5 separate regions of the Mus musculus genome follow, and all the other regions are linked to region 3. The links are chromatin contacts, called in public HiChIP or PLAC-seq and promoter capture Hi-C maps. All regions are on one chromosome and are shown on one strand. Each heading gives the region's core, a stretch centred on a gene start, on an enhancer-like site or on the middle of the called end of the contact. The rest is flanking DNA. Distances are from core to core; before and after follow the strand shown. Region 1 has its middle 9.3 kb from the start of Gpr142. Region 2 holds the start of Gprc5c (G protein-coupled receptor, family C, group 5, member C). Region 3 holds the start of Cd300lb (CD300 molecule like family member B). Region 4 holds the start of Cd300c2 (CD300C molecule 2). Region 5 holds the start of Cd300ld3 (CD300 molecule like family member D3).

Region 1 (4,437 bases), core at 1,174-3,673, 120 kb before region 3:
CCGGGGATGGAGGTGGAGCAAGCCTTTAATCCCAGCACTCAGGAGGGGGCAGGAAGAGGCAGGCCTGTCTCTGTGAGTTCCAGGATGGCCAGGGAGTCACAAAGAAGCTCTGTCTCAAAACACAGAGAGGGAGCTAAAGAGAGGGAGCGACAGAGAGAGAGAGAGAGAGAGAGAGAGAGAGAGAGAGAGAGAGAGAGAGACTCTCTATATAAGGTGGAGACTGGCTGTGGGAAAACACACAGTGCACATACGCGCACACATGGATACACACATGTATTCAGGACTGCACACACATGACTGCACGACACACACAGATACAAAACAAGTTTTTAAAAAGAGTTTTCAAAATCAGGAGAAAATGCATTGGGTCACAACTTCTAACATTTTTGTAGGTGGGCGTGATGCATCTGTAATTTCAATACTACAGAGGTGGAGGCAAGCGCGTGGGGGGTTCAGGGTCATCGTGAGGCCATCCCGAGCTACGTGAGACCCTGTCTCAAAAAAAAAAAAAAAAGGAAATCTAAAAATGAGATCATTTTGTGAGGTGCATCACTGACATGTAAATGACAAGGGCTGTCATGTATCTGCTCTTAGCTGGGCGAGTTGACACACACCTGTAATCCTAGTTTGTGAGAGGCTGAGGCAGGAGGATCATGAGTTTGAGACCAGCCTGAGTTATATAGAAAAAAAATTCAATTCCACCCCACCCCAAAAGATCTGTTCTTGTCTCTTTGTGCGATTTTGACTAAGGACTGGGGGGAGGGGTAAAGAACCCAGAATCCACCACATAGCTCAGGATGACCTAGACCTGGCAGGAGAATAGAGAGATTTTCCTATCAGAGCTGCTGAGATCACCGTGTGAACCTCCACACCTTCTTTTAAGCCTTTTTCCCTCTTGGTTTTTCAAACCAGGCTTTCTCTGTGTGACCCGGGCTATCCAGGAATTCACTCTGTAGACCAGGCTGGCCTCAAACTCGGAGATCCACCTGCCTCTGCCTCCTGAGTGTTGGGACTAAGGGGATGTGCCACCAACCACCCAGCTATCTTTTATTTCTTTTGGTTTTGTGTTTTGTTTTTTGAGACAGGGTTTCTCTGTATAGCCTTGACTCTGTCCTGGAACTCACTCTGTAGACCAGGCTGGCCTCGAATTCAGAAATCCAGAAATCCACCGGCCTCTGCCTCCCAAGTGCTGGGATTAAAGGCATGTGCCACCATGCCCAGCTCCAGCTATCTTTTCTTATTGATAAAGTCTCAAGTGGTTTTCTTGGTGGCAGGGACTGGGGGTGGGGGGTCCCCTCCCCGTCATTTTGTCCTTCCCCTTCTCTCCCACTCCTAACCCTCCTGAAATATCCTGACTTATGAAAAACCCACTTTGGAATCATCAAGTCTTTTCTTATGGTCCTGGCTTCCTAGGGACCACGTGGCAGTCCGCCATACTATCATTTAGATACATTAGCTTTGGGGGATGGTTACTTGTTAAGGGTCTCCCATTTCTTCCCAATTCTTTTCTTGAGGGGGTAGGATGCTTTGAGACAGAGTTTCTCTGTGTAGCCCTGGCAGTCCTGTAATTTACTTTGTAGACCAGGCTAGCCTGGAACTCAGGGATCTGCCTATCTCTGCCTCCCCAGTGCTGGGACTAAAAGTGTGAGCCACCGCTGGCTGGCTCTTCTCAAGTCTTTATATGGTTTTACTGGTTTGATTGGAAGTTGGCTGAAGAACGGTTTTCTGGACCCATCTCGTTCATTTTCTAAGACTTAACATCACAACATTGGACAGGCTGCGGCTCGAACAACAGAAGTGAATTGTCCCTCAGCTCTGAAGTGCAGGGTCAGGGTGCTGACAGACTCACCTTTTTGTTTTGCTCTTGAGAAAGGGTCTCATGTAGCCCAGGCTGGCCCCAAACTCACTGTGTAGCTAGTTGACTGACCTTTTTGAACCACCCAGCATACTCCAAATTAGTGTTGGTGAACACGTTTACCCATGAGCATGCACACACACACAACTCCCACTGAAGCTGAGATTTGGAGCCTCGTGCATGCTAGGCAATCACTCCACTGCTGGATTATATTCCCAGTCCTAACTTCTGAACTGAGACCCTTAGCTGTCCCAGCTGCTGTGCTGAATCGACCATAGGATAGTCTTTGGTATGGGGGTATCTCCGGATTCTAATCACCTATTAGGCCAGAGCATGTATTCTTTACAGTCTCAGTACCCGACACCCCTGTTGGATTATCCAGCAGGGGGCGCTGCAGGACTGTCTGGCTGACCCAGCAGGCACAAGAGTCAGAGGCTTTCAACTGGCTTTTATAAGGAAATCCAAGTGACTGGCTCAGGGCCCACAGCCAGAGGGGAGTTAGAGGGTGGGAAAAGTCAGCTGTCCCCCTGTCTCTGCATCCATCCTGAAGTCACACCCCTCCACCACCCTTTTCACACTCACGTACGTGCTCGTGCACACACACACACACACACACACAGTGGTTTCCTGAGCACAGCTGTTTGAAGATCCCTTTCATCTGACCAGCAGGGTCCAGGTCCTCTTGCTGACCTCAGCAATGGTAGTTTCCCTTTCCACTACAGGGAGTTCAGTCCATCTGGGCTCATTTGGTCCTGTCTGGGTCTCTGGGGTCTCACTTGCTCTACCCCAACCCATCTCCATGAGGACACTTACCCCACCCCATGAGAATGGTTTCTGTCCTGGGCAGCACTTGGGCATCCTGCTCTCCAAGGGAGTGGCACGCAATGTGTCAGGAACAGAGGTAGAAAAGAACAGGCTCTCTGCATCCCAACCCCACCACTATTATCCCTGAGAGGCCCCAGAGTCTCTGCCTCCTCCTCCTCCTCCTTTTTTTTTTTTTTTTTTTTTTTTTTTTTTTTGAGACAAGGTTTTCTGTGTAGCCCTGGCTGTCCTGGAACTCACTTTGTAGACCAGGCTGGCCTCAAACTCAGAAATCTGCCTGCCTCTGCCTCCCAAGTGCTGGAATTAAAGACGTGTGCCACCACCGCCTGGAGAGGGCCCTTCTTCTTGACCCAAAGCAGGGAGTCTTTTACCCCTTCTGACGATAGGCTACTGAATGAATTCATGTAGTTCCTTGTGTGGGCAAGCTTGTAGGCAGACTGAAGCAGAAGGAAAGGTAGTCCACTGGGGACCTGGTGATGGCATATCCATCCCCTCTGACTGAGACCTCTCCCCGGAGTCCCCAGATTCTATTCAAAGAGCCTAGAAGGCTGGAGATGGTGACGGGGGTGGGGGGTGGGGGGGGTGGGGGGGTGGTCTGAGACAGAGTTTGAGAACTGCATGGGCTATGGAATGAGTTTGAAGCCAGTTTGAACAATACACAAAGGCCTTGGCTCAGACAATAGATAGATAGATAAGACAGACAGATGGACAGATGGACAGACAGACCAAACTCAAGATTTAGCCAAGTCAGTAGAGTGCCTGCCCAGCACTGAATTAAAAATGACGAGACAGAGCCAGGAGTGGTGGCACACACCTTTAATCCCAGCCCTTGGGAGGCAGAGGCAGGTGGATTTCTGAGTTGAAGGCCAGCCTGGTCTACAAAGTGAGTTCCAGGACAGCCAAGGCTATACAGAGAAACCTTGTCTCGAAAAAAAAAAAAAAGAAAAAAAATGACGAGACAGGTATGGTGGCACATGAGCCTGTGCCTATAATCCCAGCATTTGGAAGGTACAGGAAAAAGAGGAGTCCAGGCTAGCCTCAGCTACATAGCAAGTTCAAAGTTGGCCTGAGATACAAGACACACTGTCTCACATAACAATAAATATATAGATAAATATATATGAGCCAGAAAAAAAATCAACTTTTTTTTTGGGTGGGGGGGGTCAGTTTGACATAAGCTAGGGTCATCTGGAAAGAGGAAACCTCAACTGAGAGAATGCCTCTATCTGACTGACCTGTAGGCAAGTCTGTGGGGTCATGTTCTTGATGAATGGCTGGTGTGGGAGAGCTTACCCACTCTGGACAGTCCATCCCTAGGCAGATGGTCCTGGGCTGTTTAAGAAAGCAGGCTGAACAAGCCATGGAGAAAAAGTCAGTGAGCAGAGGCCCTAGGTGATCTCTGCTTTAGTTCCTGTCTCCAGGTTTCAGGTTCCCACCTCAGCTTCCCTCAGTGATAGACTATGATGTAGAAGTATTAGCCAAATAAAACCAAAGGGTCTAGCATAACTGGTTTAGGATAGTTGATTAGTAGAGCCCCCACCTGTTTTTTTGACTCAGTTTCCTTCATTGGGTGCAGGAGAGGCAATGAGGTGTATCTTGTCTCCATCCTACAGGCCTGGCCTACTCTGCAACCCCCAAGGCCCCATTTCCCTTCCCTGGTGTGAGGAGCCTGGACCCCCATCTCCCCAGCTGTTTTTGAGACCTCTCTGCGAATAACCCTGGGATCCTTCCAGTCAGCCCAGCTGCCCCCATGGCCGTTG
Region 2 (3,911 bases), core at 1,222-3,721, 83 kb before region 3:
GGGAAGCAGCTTCAGCTAGTGTGGGGTTCCAGCACAACTATCTCTGCCTTACGGCTCAGAGGGCTCGACCATCCCACAGGGAAGAAGAGTCTGGCCTCAGACCAGCCTGTAAATTTGAATGGTGGTGGTGGGGGGAACATTTTAGACATGTTGTATTTCGTGAGGGGTGGGAGGGGGAGTTATTACTTTCATTTTCCAGAAGAGGAAAGAAAGGGGATTCAGAGGGGTGGAATGACTTGATCTGTCACACAGCTAGTGGGTGGCACTTCTAAGACTCCAGGAACGAGGGCTCTGGCAGCTCAAAGATGGGCCAAGTGAGCAAAGATGGTGTCAGCCTGCCTTTCAGCGGGAACTCAAGTATACAGAGCAGCTAGAGCAATGTTGGGTTCAATCAGGGTGAGAGGCACTAGGGATCATAGATGTTCCTGTGGCTGGAGTCAGAGAAGGTCCATAGAACGTTCCTCTGTTGGTCCCCAACTCTTTCTCCAAAGACCTAAGCAGAGCAGAGCAGGGATCTGGGAGAAGCAGAGGTGGGAGCCATCTGCCCCAGGGACTTGCTTTGTCCTTTGAAGGCAGATTTTGTTACAAGAAGGGGGCCTTAGAGAACAGGGAAGAGCTAAGAGTTCTCAGATACTGGCCTCCTTTCTAAGACCAGCTGCCTCACAAGGCTAGCTGAGGGCAGGGCTCAGCCCCAGTGGGACAGTCCCTTTTAAGTGACTCTCAGTGTGTGACCAGGCCGGATAGATAACCCTGCCCGGTGGGAAGCAGGGGCTAAGAGTGTGGTTTTGTTTGGAGACAGAATCTTATGTAGTCCAGCCTGCCTCTTCTCCCCAAGGGCTAGAGCTACAGGTGTGAGCCAAGCAGGGCAAACCAGTCATATAGTTTTGGAGACTGTAGGGAAAAGAGAAGACAGAAAATTGAGATCCTTTGCAGGGTCTTGACACTCACCCCCCCAGCCCCCCCCCCCCCCAAGCTGGCTTTTCACAGATGCCAAAAAGCCCTCAGCAGAGTTAGGCATTGGTCACCTAGTTAATGAAAACCAGGCAGAGGCCAGGGAGACTTTCACCGTTCACTTAGGTCTAACCAGTCTGTTTGCCTTTCTAGCTAGCGTGGGCACTAACTGCCTGCTCCATTCAAGCCTTGACACCTGAGCCTTAGATCTCTAACCTTGGGTTGGGAGGTGGATTTAGGAATGGGAGCGGGTACCCCCACAGCAGCCACCCACTGAAATAGTTCGAGCTTTGCCACATTCCCCAGACCTGACAGAAACTACAGGGCACAGGAAAGGATTCAGGGTTCTAGAAAGTCTGGGCCCCACAGGCTTCTCCCCCCCACACCCCCCTTAAATAAACATTCCTCCTAGAGTCAGAAAAGAACAGAGCGGTGAGGAGGAACCGGCCGAAGGTTTTATCGCTCCGGCAACTCCGGGTGATTCATTGAGTTTAGACTCCAGGTTGTCATAGATGGAGGTACTCAAACACACAGCCAGTCGGGGAGGTACGGGTCACTAGCTCCCTGACCTCCTCCACCTGGCTATCCCCTCGCCTGTGACCAGCTGCCTCCCCCCTCCCGCCCCCCCGCCCCCCCCCCCTCCTCGCGGGAGCCCAGGATTGAGCAAACACGCCCTGCAGCCTGCCCAGCCACCGGCTGGCTCCGACCGCGCTCCTGGCGATCCCCCAGGCAACTCGGCGTCGCGAGAACCCGCACCCTGAGACCCGACTCCCTGCCCTCCCCCAGAGTCCCCAAGGCCCCTGTCAGGCCCAACAACCTCTCCCTTGCTCTTGCGACTTGTCCCCTACGGGGATACAGCGCAATGCAACCAGACCCACTCAGTGCTCCAAAGACAGCACAACTCACTCCCGCGGGATCCCAGGTCCCCAGAGAAAGTGGCCGGAAAGAAAAAAATCTCTTGTTTACTGGGCCAGATAGGCCTCAGCTGGGATTCGCTTCCCTATTTCTGCGGTTTCTTTTCAGCAGATTCCCGGGGCTGGAGGAGAAAGGGTGGATCCGCCCGGGCAGGGAGTGGGGGTGTGGTTCAGGGGAATCTGAATTCGTGGAAAGGTCTTCAGACTTCGGGAGAGGCTGGACTTAGAGTCAGCAACAACGTGGCCAGGAGCGCACAGACCACAGGGATCCTGTTAAACACTACCTCGGGAACAAAACTGAGAGGCTAATTAGGACAGGTCACCACAGGGAACCGGGACGCGGGGAGGGGAGCCCGCGTTGTAAGAAACTCGGGCGTGGGGTAGTCAGGCCGACAAAGACTCCGGCCAACAGCCCGCAGGGGTTCTGGACTCAGTCCACAGATTTAGGGACGTGCGCCGTGACATTCCCTCGTGATCTTGGAGACTGGGCTCTTCGGGAAGGATCACGCACGAAAGAGGAGGACGCTCCGTGTGCGCTGTGTCCACGTGTGCAAGCTCGCTAGGGGAGGGGGCGCGGAGCCGTGACAAAGACGGACTTTGTGTCCTAGTGTGTTCCTCGCTCCAGCCCGGAGCAGCGAACTGTGCCAGGCATGTGTCTCATGGGAAAGCCAGGACGAAAGTGACAAAGGTTGGGTGTCTGTCACGGGTAGACGCGCCAAGGTGGCCACCGTGAGTCTGTGGGTGCGTGCGATCGCTGGGAGATGCAGCCTAGGGGTGTACTGAGCTGCACCCCGAACCTCTTTCGGGAGAGAAAGGCGAATCCAGAAAGTGAGTACGCGCAAGTGCGCGCGCGCCCGCGTGCGGGGGCGTGGCAGTAAACAGCAACAACCCACTAGTCAGTTTGGCCAGAAACTCCGATCGCCTTTCCCAACCCGAAAGTGCGCGTCGGCCGAGCCTGGAGGTGAGTCGGAGGGGGCAGGGCCGGGCGCGCTTTGTTACTGGGGATTAGGATTGCTCGTACCTGGAGCGCTGCTGGCCCCGGAGGAGCGCCGGGAATGGAGGTGATGTCACGGTGATGCAGCCCGGCCCACCCTGGCCGAGAGAGGGGAGCACTGTGCCTGGGGAGGCGGGCGGGAGAGCGAGCCACTGAGCGCGCTTAGCTCAGTGCTCAGTCGGGGGTCCCTGGGAGGCAGGCCCCCGCACCTTTGCTCAGGCCTGGTCACCCCCCGCCTGAACGGGCTCTGGCCCCGCGCCCTGCTTTGAGTCCCTCCTACGCCCGCCGGCGCCCTGCCTGGGGCCGAAGTTGGCTCTGAGCGCGGCGCCGGAGCGGGCTGGCTGCGCGTCCCAGGTAAGGGCTGCTGCCTCGGCGCTCCGCCCTAGCCATCGGCCCGCAGGAAGGGCTGGGTCCAGCTGGCTGGGAAAGGGAGAGGGCCGAGGCCCCCGGTGAAAACCCAAGGGGTGGGTGACGATGCACCCACTCTACAAGTTCGCAGAAAGTTTCCAAACCCGAGCCAGCTGGGGATTTAATGGCTCGGGGAAGCCAGGTTCTGCGGCCGGGGGTGTTCCGCAAGGGATCTTAGTGTCGGAGAGCTGTTCCTCTATCCACTCTCGTAGTGGGAGGCTACGGTCGACTGTGACTGTAGGTTGGCTTCCTTTCCTTATTTCGCGGCAGTGCGTGGGGAGGGCAGGTTTCTGTGACCAGAGGGATTAGGGACAGAGAGCCTGGTCCTTTGCTCTTTCGGTTCGAACTTTCAGGGGCGTAGAGTGTTGACACAGTCCAGTTGGAATAGGGAGGTGAAGGCTCAGGATCTCTCCGCGGGAAGTTTGGAATTTCAGAGGCCTACGGCGCTTCTCCGTGTAGAGGCCTATGTTCTGGGTCCCACCCCTTATTCACCCCTGGTTTTTCCAGAGCGCTTTCCGTTTCTACTTCGCGCCCACACGTTTGCACTTACAAAGTTCTAAATCATTCCTTAAGATTTCACGATCTTGATTCTGAAGTACAGACACGAGAATATATAGAAGCGTGGCTTTGTGCTCCTGGAGAAC
Region 3 (4,393 bases), core at 675-3,174:
TTGAGGCCAGCCTGGTCTACAGAGTGAGTTCCAGGACAGCCAGGGCTACACAGAGAAACCCTGTCTCAGAAAAAAACCAAAAGCAAAACAAAACAACAACAACAACCCCCAAAAAACAAACAAAACAAAACAAAACAAAATGTACTGGCTGTTCTAGTAGAGCATCCAGGTTCAATTCCCAGCTCTAACATGGTAATTTGCAACCATCCATAACTCCAGTTTCAGGGGATCCAATAACCTCTTTCTAGATTCTGTAGGTACCAAGCACACACATGGTATGTACACTTACATACACACAGGTAGAACACCCATACATATATAATAAACCAAAAGAATAAAATCCTTTTTGTGAATGGTCTCAGCTTATGGCTTCTTAAGAGTGTGAATACTCCTTTTTGCTGGGCGCTGGCTGCTTGCTGTCGAAATGGGCAAGTTCACAAAACCAGGGAAAGTGGTGCCAGTCCTGGCTAGATGTTACTCAGGACGCAAAGCTGTCATCATGAGGAACATTGATGATGGACGCACACCAGACGGTCCTTATAGACATGCCCTGGTGACTAGAATTGATCACTAAAAGTGACAGCTGCCATGGGCAAGAAGAAGATCGCCAAGAGATCCAAGATCAAGTCCTTTGTGAAAATTTACAGCTACAGCCCATACCCACGAGGGACTCTGTGGATATCCTCTTGAATGAAACTGTTGTCAACAAGGGTGCCTTCAGAGGCTCAGCTCTGAAACACAAGGCCTGGGGAGGCCAAGGTCAAATTTGAGGACCAATAAAAGACAGGGAAGAACAATTTTTTTTTCCAAAAGCTTCACTTTTAGGTGTGTTTTTGTTTCCATTGCTAAAAAACTAAAAAACAAAAACAAAAAACACCCCCCAAACCAAAAAACCCATCCCCACCAAATCCCACAAAACAACAAACAAGCAAACAAAACTCCCCAAAACTAACCAACCAACCAACCAACCAATCAAAGAGTGTGAATGTGAGCGGGTGATCCTGGAGGTACGGACAGAGTGTGTAGATGTACGGACTGTGTGTAGATGTGCAGCCTTTGAGTATACTAGTGAGCATTGCTCTACTTGTGTGCAAGCCATGGCAGAGCTCACTCTTGGCCTGCTTGGCGTCTAGGAAAGCCCGGTGTTGAGGTTTAGAGTGCAGGCAGCTAGTTGGGGGGCCTGGATCTCAGACACAAGCCCAGTGGTACAGGCACCCGCTATTGTCCCTCGTTTTACCTTTATGCAGTTGCAAACTCACATTTAGCCAGTGTCCCCTCAGTGACCTGTCCACTGAGTGCTCCCTTTGCATGGGTGTGGCAGCTGCTCTAAGCCTGTAAGTCCTTCCCCCAAGCCATGCCCTCTCCCCGGAGTGCATGTTCTGCTTGCTGCAAGGGCTGTAAAGATCTGCTTCCTTCTGAGGTATGGAAGGAGCTGGCTCAGGAGAGCTTTCTGTAGCTCCCTCCGTGGTACCAGCTCTTTCCCCTGAGCTCTTTTTTCTTGTGCTTCTTCCTGCATGTCTCACCTACAAGAGCATCTGGAATCTCCTTTAATGGTCACCTCCATTTCTCCTTTCCCTTCACGTCCCCAGGTCCTGACCCATGCCTGGCACAGTGTAGAGCCCAGCGTCCTTTTGCTGAATGAAGCTACAGAGCTACCCCACATTTCCCTGAAGGTGGCAGCTCTCCTTAAACCTGGGACAGAGCCCTCTATTGCCACTCTACACCTGCAGTCCCAAGCCCCCCAGGCCGTAGCTGAACATACCTGGAAAACTGAGAAGAAGCAAAGCTGGGGACAGCCACATGGTCCTGCCTTCCCACTTTGCTGCACTCCTTGATGAACAGCCAGCAGCAAATCCAAATCTCAGCGGGATACCCAAAGCCCTGGAGATCTCAGCTGACTCGTTCTGTTTGTCCAGGTTGCCTCTGAGTGTCTTACTCATAAGCTTCCTTTTATAGCGTGGGTGTTTCCTGCCGTCAGTTACTCAGCACAAGAGACATCAGTTAATGCCAGAGCTGGGTCACTCAGTAGAAACGAGGAGGCCAGGGAACTGTGCAGGGCAAGCAGAGGCAAAGGAGGGAAGCCTGTAGACCAGTGGTGGGGAAGTCTGGACAATCTGGTCTTGGGTTAAGGGGTAGAGCACTCTGGATATTGGATCCAGAAAGGTTCTATGCTATAATGATGGGCCCAGCAGCTGAGAGTCTCAGCTCGTGTTAGTGGGCTGTGCTCAGCACACCTGGCATTGGATATTTAATCCCCAGTAGATGATGTTCCTTGGGTAGCTTTAGGAGATATGGCCCTGCTGGAGGAAGTATGTCACTTTGAGGTTTCAAAGCCTCCTGGCATTCCCAGTAGCCTCTCTCTGCACCCTACTTGCGCTCTCACCTGTTTTGTGTCTGCTGCCTGCTGTCAGGATTCCCTACCATGATCGACTCTAATCCCTCAGAAACAGAAGCCCAAATCAATCATCTCGTCTATAAATTGTCTTGATATGGCAGTTTTGTTCGTTTTTCCAAAATATTTTTATTGATGATTTGGGAATTTCACATCATAAACCCTGATCAAGCTTAATTCCCAGTCTTCTCAGGTCTGCCCCTCACTCTTGTGACCTTTCCTGCAAAATGAAGGAAGAGGAGGGGGATAAAGAGGAGGAGGAGAAGAAAGAATAAGAAGAGGAGGCAGAAGAGAAAGGAGGAGGAGGAGGAGGAGGAGGAGGAGGAGGAGACAGACAGAGAGAAAGAAAGTAAGAAAACAACTTACACTCATTGGAACATGGTCACACTCCCAGTGGCCAGCCCCTTAAAGAAAATTGAGTCCTTCTCTGTTTGTACCCCAGCTGAGGCCATCAATTGTGAGAACTACAGTTCCACATCCTCATCACAGTTTTTAAGACTTCTTTTCAATGCCATTCTGTCTAAACTGTTACTTTTTTGAGGGGTGTGGTAGAGGTAGGATTTGTCACAGACTCTTTCTATGTCACACTTTCTCAATGAGTCTTCAGCCATTGATACCACTGAAAGAGTAGCTTTCTTGCCCTTCACAGTCAATGGAAGCAGGGATCATGGACTTCCACATGGCTTCTGGCAATGGCATGGACCACAGACATCCACACAGTCTCCAGTGGCAGTACAGACCCCAGACATCAACATGACCCTCTGCCACAGCATAGGGTATGGACACCATCATAGCCCTGCCAGCAGCACAGGCCAAGGGCATCAACGTGGCTGCAGGTGTCAGCATGGCCCTCCAACATCAACATGGCCTCAGGTAACAGCACAGACCATGGGCCACAGACATCAACACAACCCCCAGCTACAGCAGGATCATGGATCTAGACCTGGCCCTCAGCAGTGGCAGACCCATGGATTCTGTTGGGTTTCAGACCTGGGACAAGCAGCTGAGGTGCATAGTTAATATACCAGAGTGGACCTGGCCCCCAAGTTCTCCTAGCACCCCTCAGTCTCTGCCTGTTATAGGGCATGGCCAGCATACCCCACCTTCTCTGTGAGCTTTTCATCCCAGGGGCTGGGCTTCCCCTCCCCAGGAGCTCTTCCCTATACAATCCAGACATTTTGGTCTCCCTCCTCTCCCTCTCTCTGCATTTCCTCTCCCTACCTGCACATGCTCTTTCTCTCTTTCTATGGCCCCTCCCCGTCCCTCTGTCTCCCTTCTCATGGTGACTTTCTTGGGACCAGTGAACCTGCCTGAGAGCTGCACCCAACAAACCTGCCTTTATTCTTTGATTTGGCTCATTTCACCGGTGGAGAATAACATCATCTGGTGCAGAGAAGTTGAGCTCCAGCCCCACCTGGAAATGGGGGACTGAGATTCTTCCCCTCATCTTTCTCTTCATCTGATGAGATCAATTCTGGACTCCATGAGCAACCACCTCCCAGCAGCCTTGGAGCACTGGGTTCTCCTTCCAGGTCTCCAGACCCCTGGGATTCCCTGCCAAGGGCAAGCCAGAACAGAGTCTTTGGATTCAAAGATGTTTGACCTGAGGCTTCCTCATCCTGCCACACACACACACTCACACACTTTATGACCCCAGGCTTATGTTCAGAGCACTGCATAGTTGAGCCTTTGGGTTCCAGGGAAGGCTGGGAAAATGGACACCATTGTGGCTAAACCTCGACTGCCAGACACACCACCAGGCTTTATCTAAATTGCGTTTGTTTCAGACCTTGTACAGACTTTAGTCTGAACTCCACACATCCAGGCTTTTTTTTTTTTTTTTTTAAGAAATCAGTTTTTTGTACCCCCTTCAAGAGTGACTGGGCATATATGTCTTCAGATGCCACCTATCTCCACCCCCATCATGTCCATGCCGTGGTAGCAGCAATGGTGGCAGTGACAGAACAGCCTTGGTCCTTTAAATTGCCTGTCACACCCACT
Region 4 (3,897 bases), core at 181-2,680, 68 kb after region 3:
CAGCACCTTCCCCCTTACAAGAAGCAGTTACTCCAGGATGCCTCCCTGGCTGTTGCTCTGTCCCTATCTGCCCCTCATCACACATAATGTACTCCCAGGCTCTGAGCTGAATTCCTCCTCCAGAAATTCCTGCCACTTTCAGCTGTCTTGATGCTACAATGCTCATTATGGGGACTTACCTGGGTCCTCACTTGGAACCACAGACAACTCAATCTTGAAGTACTTATCGAACCCCAAGGAGCCATCAAAAAGTGATATATCCACCGCACACATGTAGGTGTCTGCATCCTCCAGGGTGAGGCTCTCATAGGTCACTGTGAAGGTGAGGTTGTCTGGATGGTCCCTGATGGTCACTCGGCCATTCCTAACTTCTTCTGAGCTGCTGGTCTTGACAATATCTTTACAGAGTACCTTCAGTGACCCTCTGCACCAGAATTTGTCCTTAGTCTTGAATTTCTCCTCGTATTGACATGACACACTGAGCGATTCCCCAACAGCGCCTGTGATAGTGCTGGGGCCATGCAGTGGGACACAGCCTGGAAAAGAGTAACTTCAATTCTGCACCCTGACAGCTGGATGGGAGTAAGTCCTCCCTTTGGTCAGTTCTTAAAAACCCTCTGGTCTCTAGGAAAGAGTGAGAAAGGAGACAGGCTTTGTCAGAGCAGGAGTCAGGACTGAGGTCATAGAGAGATTATAAAATAAATAGAGATTATGTGATTATGGCACTGACTGTCACAGGTGACCCTCCCAGTTGTCCTGAATCTGCCTCAGGTGTGGTAGACATGACTGTATTGTGCACAGAAACCTGGCAGTACCTGGGGAGCAGATGCTGATGGTCCTGGGCCCCACCCAACCCCAGCCCTACCCTCCTGATTCTCTCTAGACCCTTCTGCCTGTGCTGGCCTCTCCCTCACTCTCTCCCCCTCCCCTTCCCCCCCTTCTCCCTCTCCCCCTCCCCATCCCTCTCCCCTCCTGTCAGACTTACAGCAGGAGTTCTCCTTTCAAAGCTTACACCCTACACATCTGCTCATGCTCACCTGGGACCTGAGAGAGGAACAGAGCTGAAGGCAGCCACAATCTTATTACTCTGGGAATCATTTCTTCAGCTCCGCTGTCACCTGTGCCCACATCAGGGCCAAGAGTGGAGAAGGATCTGTCTCAGTCTAGACAGTAGAATGTTCTCTTGCCTAGTTCTCCTTTCTGTCCTCTGCTTCCTGGTCTCGTGCTCTTACGTGAGGCTCCAGATGAACAGTAGCAGGAAGGGCTCTGTTAATACTCCAGGCCTTAGAGGCTTTGGTTCCTACCACACAGAATAAGTGGGGACAACCACTGCTGTGGATTGAGGGTGCCATCTGTCACCTAGCCCTTACCCGAGGGCTTCCCTGCTCCTGCCAGAGCCCTGGAGGGGCATTTCCATTTCCGGTCAGGTTGTCCACCCTCTGCGACACACACTTCCTGAGTGGATTGAAAAGCTTCCCTTCTGTTGCTCTAGCTCTGTGACCACAGAGGAACCATCTCCTTCAAAATGCAGATTATAGGGCACTATTTGTCCATGGCGTCCCTAGAACTGTTTCCAGGTTTACACTACTGATCAAGGTCATGCTGTGACCCTATCCCTTAATGAGAGTTTATCTGAGTGCTGTATCCTCCAAAAGAGTACAGAGCTGTAGGTCACAGCTTTCTTTTCTTCCGTCTTATTCTGTTTGGGGTGCTGTTTGTCTGTGGCAGCATATCTAGCCCAGGATGGCCTCTATGTAGCCAAGGAGGACCTTGAACTGATTCTCCTACCTCCATCTCCTGAGTCCAGCAGTGTAAGGTGTTTGTCACCACAGCCCATCCATGCTGAACCCAGGGCTCTACGCATGCCAGACAAGCTCTCTGCTGACTAAGATGCATCCACAGCCCTGATTATTTGAGACAGTATCTCACACTGCAGCCCAACCTGGGCTTGAATGCAGTATTTAGCTGAAGCTAACCTTGAACTCAGAGAAATCTCCCATCCCTTGAGTGCCAGGCCTAGATGGGAGCCATCATGCATGGCAGCTCTGTCTTCTTGAGTCTCTGGGCCCCATACCTAGACATGGGCATGATTTCGAGTAGGTGTTGTGTGGTAGAATGAAAGAATGACCTCAGATCACTCCTTTCTGATGACTCAGTTTCCCAGTGCTGGCCATCCCCTTCCCTTTCATGTTGGAGAAGATGGAAAAGACGGAATCCAAGAGCCTGGTGACCTGCCTGACCATAGAGGTACCTACACCCCTCTGATCTACAGCAATATCTGCAGGCTGTGGTGACATTTGGGGGAGACCTTTTGCCCTTAAGATTCCCTGGGTTTAGACTCTCCTCTGGGTATCCAGTCTTATGTCACTCACTCCAATCCCCATTGACACAGAATGCAGATGTTCTCCCTACTAACACAGAATACAGATGTTCTCTCACTGTATCATTTTCTTGGCTCTCACTGACTGACCATCAGGGTATCTGCCTGCATTTTTCCATGTCCACTGTTTCTTTATGCTCTACAGAATATCAGATCAACAAGAGCTCAGAAAGTGCTTTGTGCATTCATTATGGGACTCTAAGACATGGTCATGCTTGCTATCTGTGTCTACTCACTGTTCTCTTGCTGCGAGGAGACACCATGACCACAGCAGCTAGTATAAGAGAAAGCATTTAGCCAGGGCTGGTGTAGCAGTCTCAGAGGCTGAGTCCATTGTTATCATGGTCAGCATGGTGGCAAACATGGCAGGTCTGGAGCTGGAGACATAGCAGAGAGTGACATGCTGATTTTCAGGTAGAGAGAGAAAGGCAGAGAGAGGTGAGAAAGAAGGGAGAGAAGAAAGATGACAGATGAGAGATGCGTGTGAGCTTTTTAAACCTCTAAGCCCACCCAGAGTAATGCACTTCTTCCCCAAAAGCCACACCTCCTCCTCCTTCAAACCCTGTCCACTCCCTGGTGACGAAGCATTCGAATAAATGAGCAGGGTTGGGGGGTGTAGGGGTGGGAGGTCATTCTTATCAAACCACCACAGTATCCAATGAGCTCTCAATGTGTCCTAATACAGTAAGTGGGTGGGATATTCAGAACCAGCACGTCTATGCCTACAGCCATCTAATGCTTGGTGAGACTCTCAGAGGCTTTGGTTCTGGCAAATTCAACATGGTGCCCTGGAGACTGACTGAGGTTACAGCTGCCTGGAAGGACACACTGGAAATCAGGACTTGGAAATGGACAAAGCAGGTGTCTATCCTGATGCTCTGGGAAGGAGTTTGTTTCAATGTTTCCCCTCCTCTCAGAGTGAGCAGCAGAACAAAGCTGGAAGCAGTGTGTGTGTGTCCACTAACCCAAGGTTCTCTTCAAGCAGGGCTCACATTTTGGGTGGTCTTAGTGCCTTGCTCATGATAGCTGTAGTAACTAGGACTATATATTTGAAAGCGTGCTTCAGAGACAGGAAAATTAGCAACTTACTTTTGTGTCCAGCAAAAGTCTGCTGAGGTCCATACTGTACAAAGCTGTGATTCCAGGCTTCTGCTGTCTTGCTCTCCTGTGAGCTCCCAAGAGCTGACTTCGCCTGCACATGTAAGATGGTCATTACTGCAAGAGTCAGAGAGAGGTAGGTAGTGGACTGCAAGCGCTTTCCCCATGAGTGGGGCCGATTCACACTCACCCACACATGTCAGGCCACAGAAACAAACAGAGCCACAGAAACACATGCAATTGCTGTGGGGAAAGAGGAAACCGAGAAGACAATGGTCTGCTCATGCCTCTTGCCTAGCTCTACCCTGCAGTGAGAAGCAAGAAGCCCAAAGAGGAAGAACCTTCAGATGTCAGAAGAGGAAGTTTGTAGACACACCAAGTGCTGATCACTGCAACTCCACCAGTACAGACACATGTGG
Region 5 (4,062 bases), core at 1,259-3,758, 110 kb after region 3:
CCACACCAGTAAATGTCAGCATCGCTCATCCTCAGGTCTTCCATGGTCACTGTGAAGATGAAGTCTGTCTGGTCGTCCCTGATGGACACACGGTTTTCCTTCACCAACTGCTCTGATGCATCGGTTTCAACGAGAATCTCACATGATTTCCAATAAGCTCCTCGGCACCAGTACTTCTTGTAATCCTTCCAGCCTGAGTCATATCTGCACTGCACTGTCAAGGAGCCCTGCTCCTGACCGCTCACCTCCTCTGGACCTGTGACTGGATCCTGAGCCGTGCAGCAGCCTGGAAAACACAAACACACGGACCACTGATCTCCTCCTCCAAGGGGGAAACTCTACTGTGCCAAGTAGAGTTCATGAGCTGAATAAAAACCAGTGAAGGGCTTCCCTTTTCCCAAGGCAGATCAGCATCGTTATCCTATATGTTGAAGCCTCAAAAGAAAAAAATAAGAAAGAAATATACAGATGAATTTTCAATTTCACTAATTGGTAGGGAGATTGATACAAATCAGAATCACTAATAGCATCATACCTCAGTTTGAATGGTTATTACCAAAAAAGACAAAATAGAACAATTGTTGGTGTATGTGGGACAGAGGATGTCGCACACACTGTGTGTTGGATTGGATATTAGACTTTATGGGAAATGGTGTGGAGTTTCTCAGAAAACTAGCATAAGACTGTCACATAACTCAGCAGTCCCACAGGGGACATAGTCTGGACTGGTTGGGTTTTTATAAACCTGACACCAACTCCATACAGAAACATACAAAAAGAAAGAACATCAACTGAGAAACCGTCTGCATCAGGTCTAGGCAAGTCTGGGGGACATTTTCTTGACATAGGAAGGTCCAGTCCTCTGTGGGTGGTAACACAATATAAGAGAACATGCTGAATAAGCCATGAGCAGTAAGCCAGCAAGCAACACTCTCCCATGCTCTCAGCTTCAGTTCCTAACTCCAGGTTTCTGCCCTGCTTGGGCTCCCTCTCTGGCTTCCCTCCATGATGGAGTGTGATCTGGATCTTTAAGCCAAATAAGCCTTTTACTCTCCAAGGTTTTTTTTTGTTGGTCGATGTCTTTATCACAGTAACAGAAAGCAAACACGCAGCCTAGAGACATGAAGCGAGTATGTGGAAGAGACATCTCCCCTTGTGTTTACTATGGCAGTGTTCACAGTAGCCATGGCACAGAGTCACGTAGATACAAGTGAACAGATAGCAGATCGTGGTGCATGAATGTAATGGAGAATCATCGTGAAGGGATTGAGTTCTGCCATTTGCAGCCCACGGGAGAGACTTGAGGAACTGAAATAAATCAGATACAGGAAGATGCTGCCACACATTCCTATTGATGTGTGAAAGCTAAAAAGTTACTCTCTGTGGCTAGGGAGCCAGGGAGACAGACCTGTCTGGAAAGCGTTTCTGTGTAATCTGAGTTTGGATCCCCAGAACAGGTGGAAGAAAAGCCAGGTGAGGTGGGGGTGCCTGTAACCCCAATGACAGGGGGATCCTGGAGGTCACAGGCCAGATGGGCTGAATCTGTGAGCTCAGGAGCAGCGGGAGACCATGTCTGAACAAACAAGGTGGAGAGTGATAGAGAAAACGACCCAATGTCAATCTCCACATGTATGTGTGCACCTGAGAGCACGTGCACGTGTGTGCACACACACGGAGAGACATACACACAACCCTTTAGACATACATACACCACAGAGGCACTTTTTCTTCTCAAAAGAACAAAAGTAAACCTCAAAGGAGTAGAAAACAAGAGAGGTTATCAGGCTGGGAAGGGTATTAGGGAAGACAGGAGAGTGCTTGTAGCATAGAGGAGAGCTGTTGGGACACAGGGGTGTCTGTCATTTGATGGGAATGACAACTTTTAGTGTTGTATGAGAAGGATGAAAAACATGTCTGACAACTGACTATTTCAAAACACCCCATGGAGATTAAAGGCATTAAAGGCAATCACCACCACGTCCAGCCCCTGTAAGTATTCATTACTGTGTCAACTAAAGCTCACAATGGAATGGGAGATGGAGCTGCATGCTAGAAATCCCAGCACTCAGAGGGTGGAGTCCGGAGGATCACAAGTTCAGGGGCATCCTAGGCTGCATGTGCCAAACATGAAACCCAAAATACATTTTGTAAGAATTAGTTCATCCACTCACTCATCAGCTTTCATGGAGCAGCTAGGGTTGAGAAACACATTGGAAGGTTTGTTTTTGGCTTTTATTTGTTTTATTTTTAAATTGATTTTGGTTTTGGTTTTTCTGCAATACCCACAGAATCCATCAGATGTCAAAAAACCTTGCCTTTTATTTTGGGGGTAAGCAGCTGGTGAATGGATCAGCCAGGTTTCCCTAAGCCAGAGCAGACGGTCTCTGTTGCCCTCACCACTGACATGGAAGTGTCTAAAGCCCCTGCTACTTACCTGGGAGGAAAAGGAAGAGCAGAGCTGGGAACTGCCACATGGTCTTGTCTCCTCTCCTGTCCTTGGTGGCAACAGAGGACAGCACCCTGTGAGGACTTGCAACTCAGCTTGAGTTTCTTTTAGGTCTCTCTCATTCACTTCTCTCAGTAACTTCCTTGACAAAACTTCTCAATTTTGCATACAGGAAGAAAGATGATGCCAATCTTTGAGATGACCAAGTCAGGACATGTGAGGGACAGCTGGGTAAACAGGGAACTTCCTCTACTGAAAAATGCAAAGTGAGACATAAACTTGAAAGACAGATGGGAATCACGAGGAGAGATGCAGACACACAGATCGGCAGAGACAGACACAAAGGATGGGATACAGCAAACCCCTTACCTGGGAGGTAACTGAGCTGCAGGGGATCCTAGCAGAGGAGAGCAACCAAAGGCAGGTTGGCTGCAGTAACAAGGGAGCACAAGGCAGCACAGGCTAAGCCCATGGCAGTAGCCTAGGCTAAGCCCTGGTTGGCAGAGGGCATTGCTGAAGGCTCAGCCTGGGGCAGCAGGGATTTATCTAGATATGGGCCTCAGAGCAGGCCAGGGGCATCTACCACAATGGCTACTAGGGCCTCAGGCATTGGCTGAGAGAAAGAGAGAGAGAGTGTGGGCTTGAGGAGACGTCTCATGGAGCCCAAGCTGGCCTTGAACTTCTCATTTTCCTTTTTCCAACATCAAAGTCCTGGGGCTACAGGCATTCCCCAGCATGCTCGGTTTTATGAGGGGCTGAAGACTCAAATTGTGGTTTCAAGAGTGCTGGGCAAGCACTGTACCCACTGACCTGAATCCACAAACCCTGCTTCTGTTTCTATAAGACAGAGTTTTGCTGTAGAACATAAGCTTGCAAGTGTAGAAAAATATAGGTATGCTGTATCTTTGGTATCAAAATTTCATGGGAAGAAATTTATAAATGCACACACACACATACACACACATGCATACATAAGTGCACACGTGCACACACACACGGAATGCTTATGATCTCTAATCTTCATTGTCAACTTGACTGGACCTGAAGTCACCCAGGAGACTCACCTGTAGATATGACTTTGAGGGTGTGCACAGAGAAGTTTGAATTAGGAGGTACAACCAACCACATATATAAGCTCTAGGATGAGGTCTGTAAGATGCTTATTGAAGAAAAAAAAAAAAAAAAAAATCAAGAACCACACTGCCATCTACTGGCTGAAGCCATCCCAGAACACCCGGACTTTGGGGAAGGACATTTTAAAGACTTTACAGCCAGAACATAAAGGGCCATAGAGAAGGGTCTTAGCCTATCTCATTGATTATTATAAGAACAAGACTAGAAGATGTGACACCACCCAGGGAAAGAGCTGAATCTGCCCTGCTGACTGGTCCCCACCTCATCCCTGCAGGTCCATCTGTGCACCTTAGAAGGTCAGTCCCCAGGCCTGCTGGGAGCACCATATGGCTCTAGGCACACTCCCACAGCTCTGCAGTTTCCATTCTCTAGTCAGGGTTGCAGACTGTTGCCCGAGATTCTTCATGAACTGTCAGGCGCATTCTGTTTTGCTCATAGTATTTTTAAGGGCAATTGTCTGTGTAAGTTTCACTGTAGGGCTC

What was found. Promoter capture Hi-C pulls out the DNA fragments that hold promoters and counts their contacts. HiChIP or PLAC-seq counts read pairs in DNA pulled down with a chosen protein or histone mark. Capture Hi-C pulls out chosen DNA fragments and counts their contacts.
Region 1: an H3K4me3 HiChIP or PLAC-seq map of bone marrow-derived macrophages shows a contact between it and region 3, with 2.4 times the contacts expected there. The contact joins the enhancer-like site here to the promoter of Cd300lb in region 3. A contact is called at or near these places in 10 of 39 promoter capture datasets (the 3T3-L1 cell line, 3T3-L1-derived adipocytes, the C10 cell line and 6 more), 4 of 15 datasets of contacts at CTCF or cohesin (embryonic stem cells, large pre-B cells, pro-B cells and 1 more), 13 of 484 Hi-C or Micro-C datasets (CD4 T cells, CD8 T cells, LSK cells and 7 more), 8 of 115 datasets of contacts at active chromatin or transcription factors (the HPC-7 cell line, the SCID.adh cell line, bone marrow-derived macrophages and 4 more) and 4 of 9 other capture datasets (adipose tissue, embryonic stem cells, liver and 1 more).
Region 2: a promoter capture Hi-C map of liver shows a contact between it and region 3. The contact joins the promoter of Gprc5c here to the promoter of Cd300lb in region 3. A contact is called at or near these places in 2 of 39 promoter capture datasets (the C10 cell line and neutrophils), 1 of 15 datasets of contacts at CTCF or cohesin (CD8 T cells), 5 of 484 Hi-C or Micro-C datasets (CD8 T cells, the HL-1 cell line, double positive thymocytes and 2 more), 5 of 115 datasets of contacts at active chromatin or transcription factors (embryonic stem cells, forebrain and pancreatic cancer cells) and 2 of 9 other capture datasets (adipose tissue and liver).
Region 4: a contact with region 3 is called in a promoter capture Hi-C map of neutrophils, with 3 times the contacts expected there. The contact joins the promoter of Cd300c2 here to the promoter of Cd300lb in region 3. A contact is called at or near these places in 8 of 39 promoter capture datasets (the C10 cell line, the HPC-7 cell line, cranial neural crest and 3 more), 48 of 484 Hi-C or Micro-C datasets (the AML12 cell line, the Ba/F3 cell line, the C2C12 cell line and 28 more), 6 of 115 datasets of contacts at active chromatin or transcription factors (the HPC-7 cell line, bone marrow-derived dendritic cells, bone marrow-derived macrophages and 2 more) and 4 of 9 other capture datasets (adipose tissue, bone marrow-derived macrophages, liver and 1 more).
Region 5: a promoter capture Hi-C map of adipose tissue shows a contact between it and region 3. The contact joins the promoter of Cd300ld3 here to the promoter of Cd300lb in region 3. A contact is called at or near these places in 3 of 39 promoter capture datasets (the C10 cell line, macrophages and neutrophils), 2 of 484 Hi-C or Micro-C datasets (bone marrow-derived macrophages and nephron progenitors), 6 of 115 datasets of contacts at active chromatin or transcription factors (the HPC-7 cell line, bone marrow-derived dendritic cells, bone marrow-derived macrophages and 1 more) and 4 of 9 other capture datasets (adipose tissue, liver, macrophages and 1 more).

What each region holds. Positions count from the first base shown.
Region 1 is chr11:114,810,573-114,815,009 of GRCm38.p6, forward strand. No RefSeq gene overlaps it. Among named protein-coding and RNA genes, the nearest start is that of Gpr142, 9.3 kb to the left of the region's middle. Within about 2 kb of position 2,424, at least 23 of the 459 cell types and tissues checked have an H3K27ac peak or open chromatin away from gene starts, as enhancers often do. A contact at or near this core is called in CD8 T cells, the SCID.adh cell line and bone marrow-derived macrophages, where this site is marked.
Region 2 is chr11:114,849,061-114,852,971 of GRCm38.p6, forward strand. Gprc5c (G protein-coupled receptor, family C, group 5, member C) reads left to right here and starts at 2,472. Exons shown (of 5, transcript NM_001110337.1): 1 at 2,472-2,826.
Region 3 is chr11:114,932,447-114,936,839 of GRCm38.p6, forward strand. It overlaps Cd300lb (CD300 molecule like family member B), which reads right to left and starts at 1,925. Exons shown (of 4, transcript NM_199221.3): 1 at 1,763-1,925. The coding sequence starts at 1,802. It also overlaps the pseudogene Gm11699.
Region 4 is chr11:115,000,450-115,004,346 of GRCm38.p6, forward strand. It overlaps Cd300c2 (CD300C molecule 2), which reads right to left and starts at 1,431. Exons shown (of 4, transcript NM_134158.1): 1 at 1,038-1,431; 2 at 180-536. The coding sequence starts at 1,098. It also overlaps a transcript of Cd300ld4 not described here.
Region 5 is chr11:115,045,822-115,049,883 of GRCm38.p6, forward strand. Cd300ld3 (CD300 molecule like family member D3) reads right to left here and starts at 2,509. Exons shown (of 4, transcript NM_199201.2): 1 at 2,435-2,509; 2 at 1-286. The coding sequence starts at 2,474.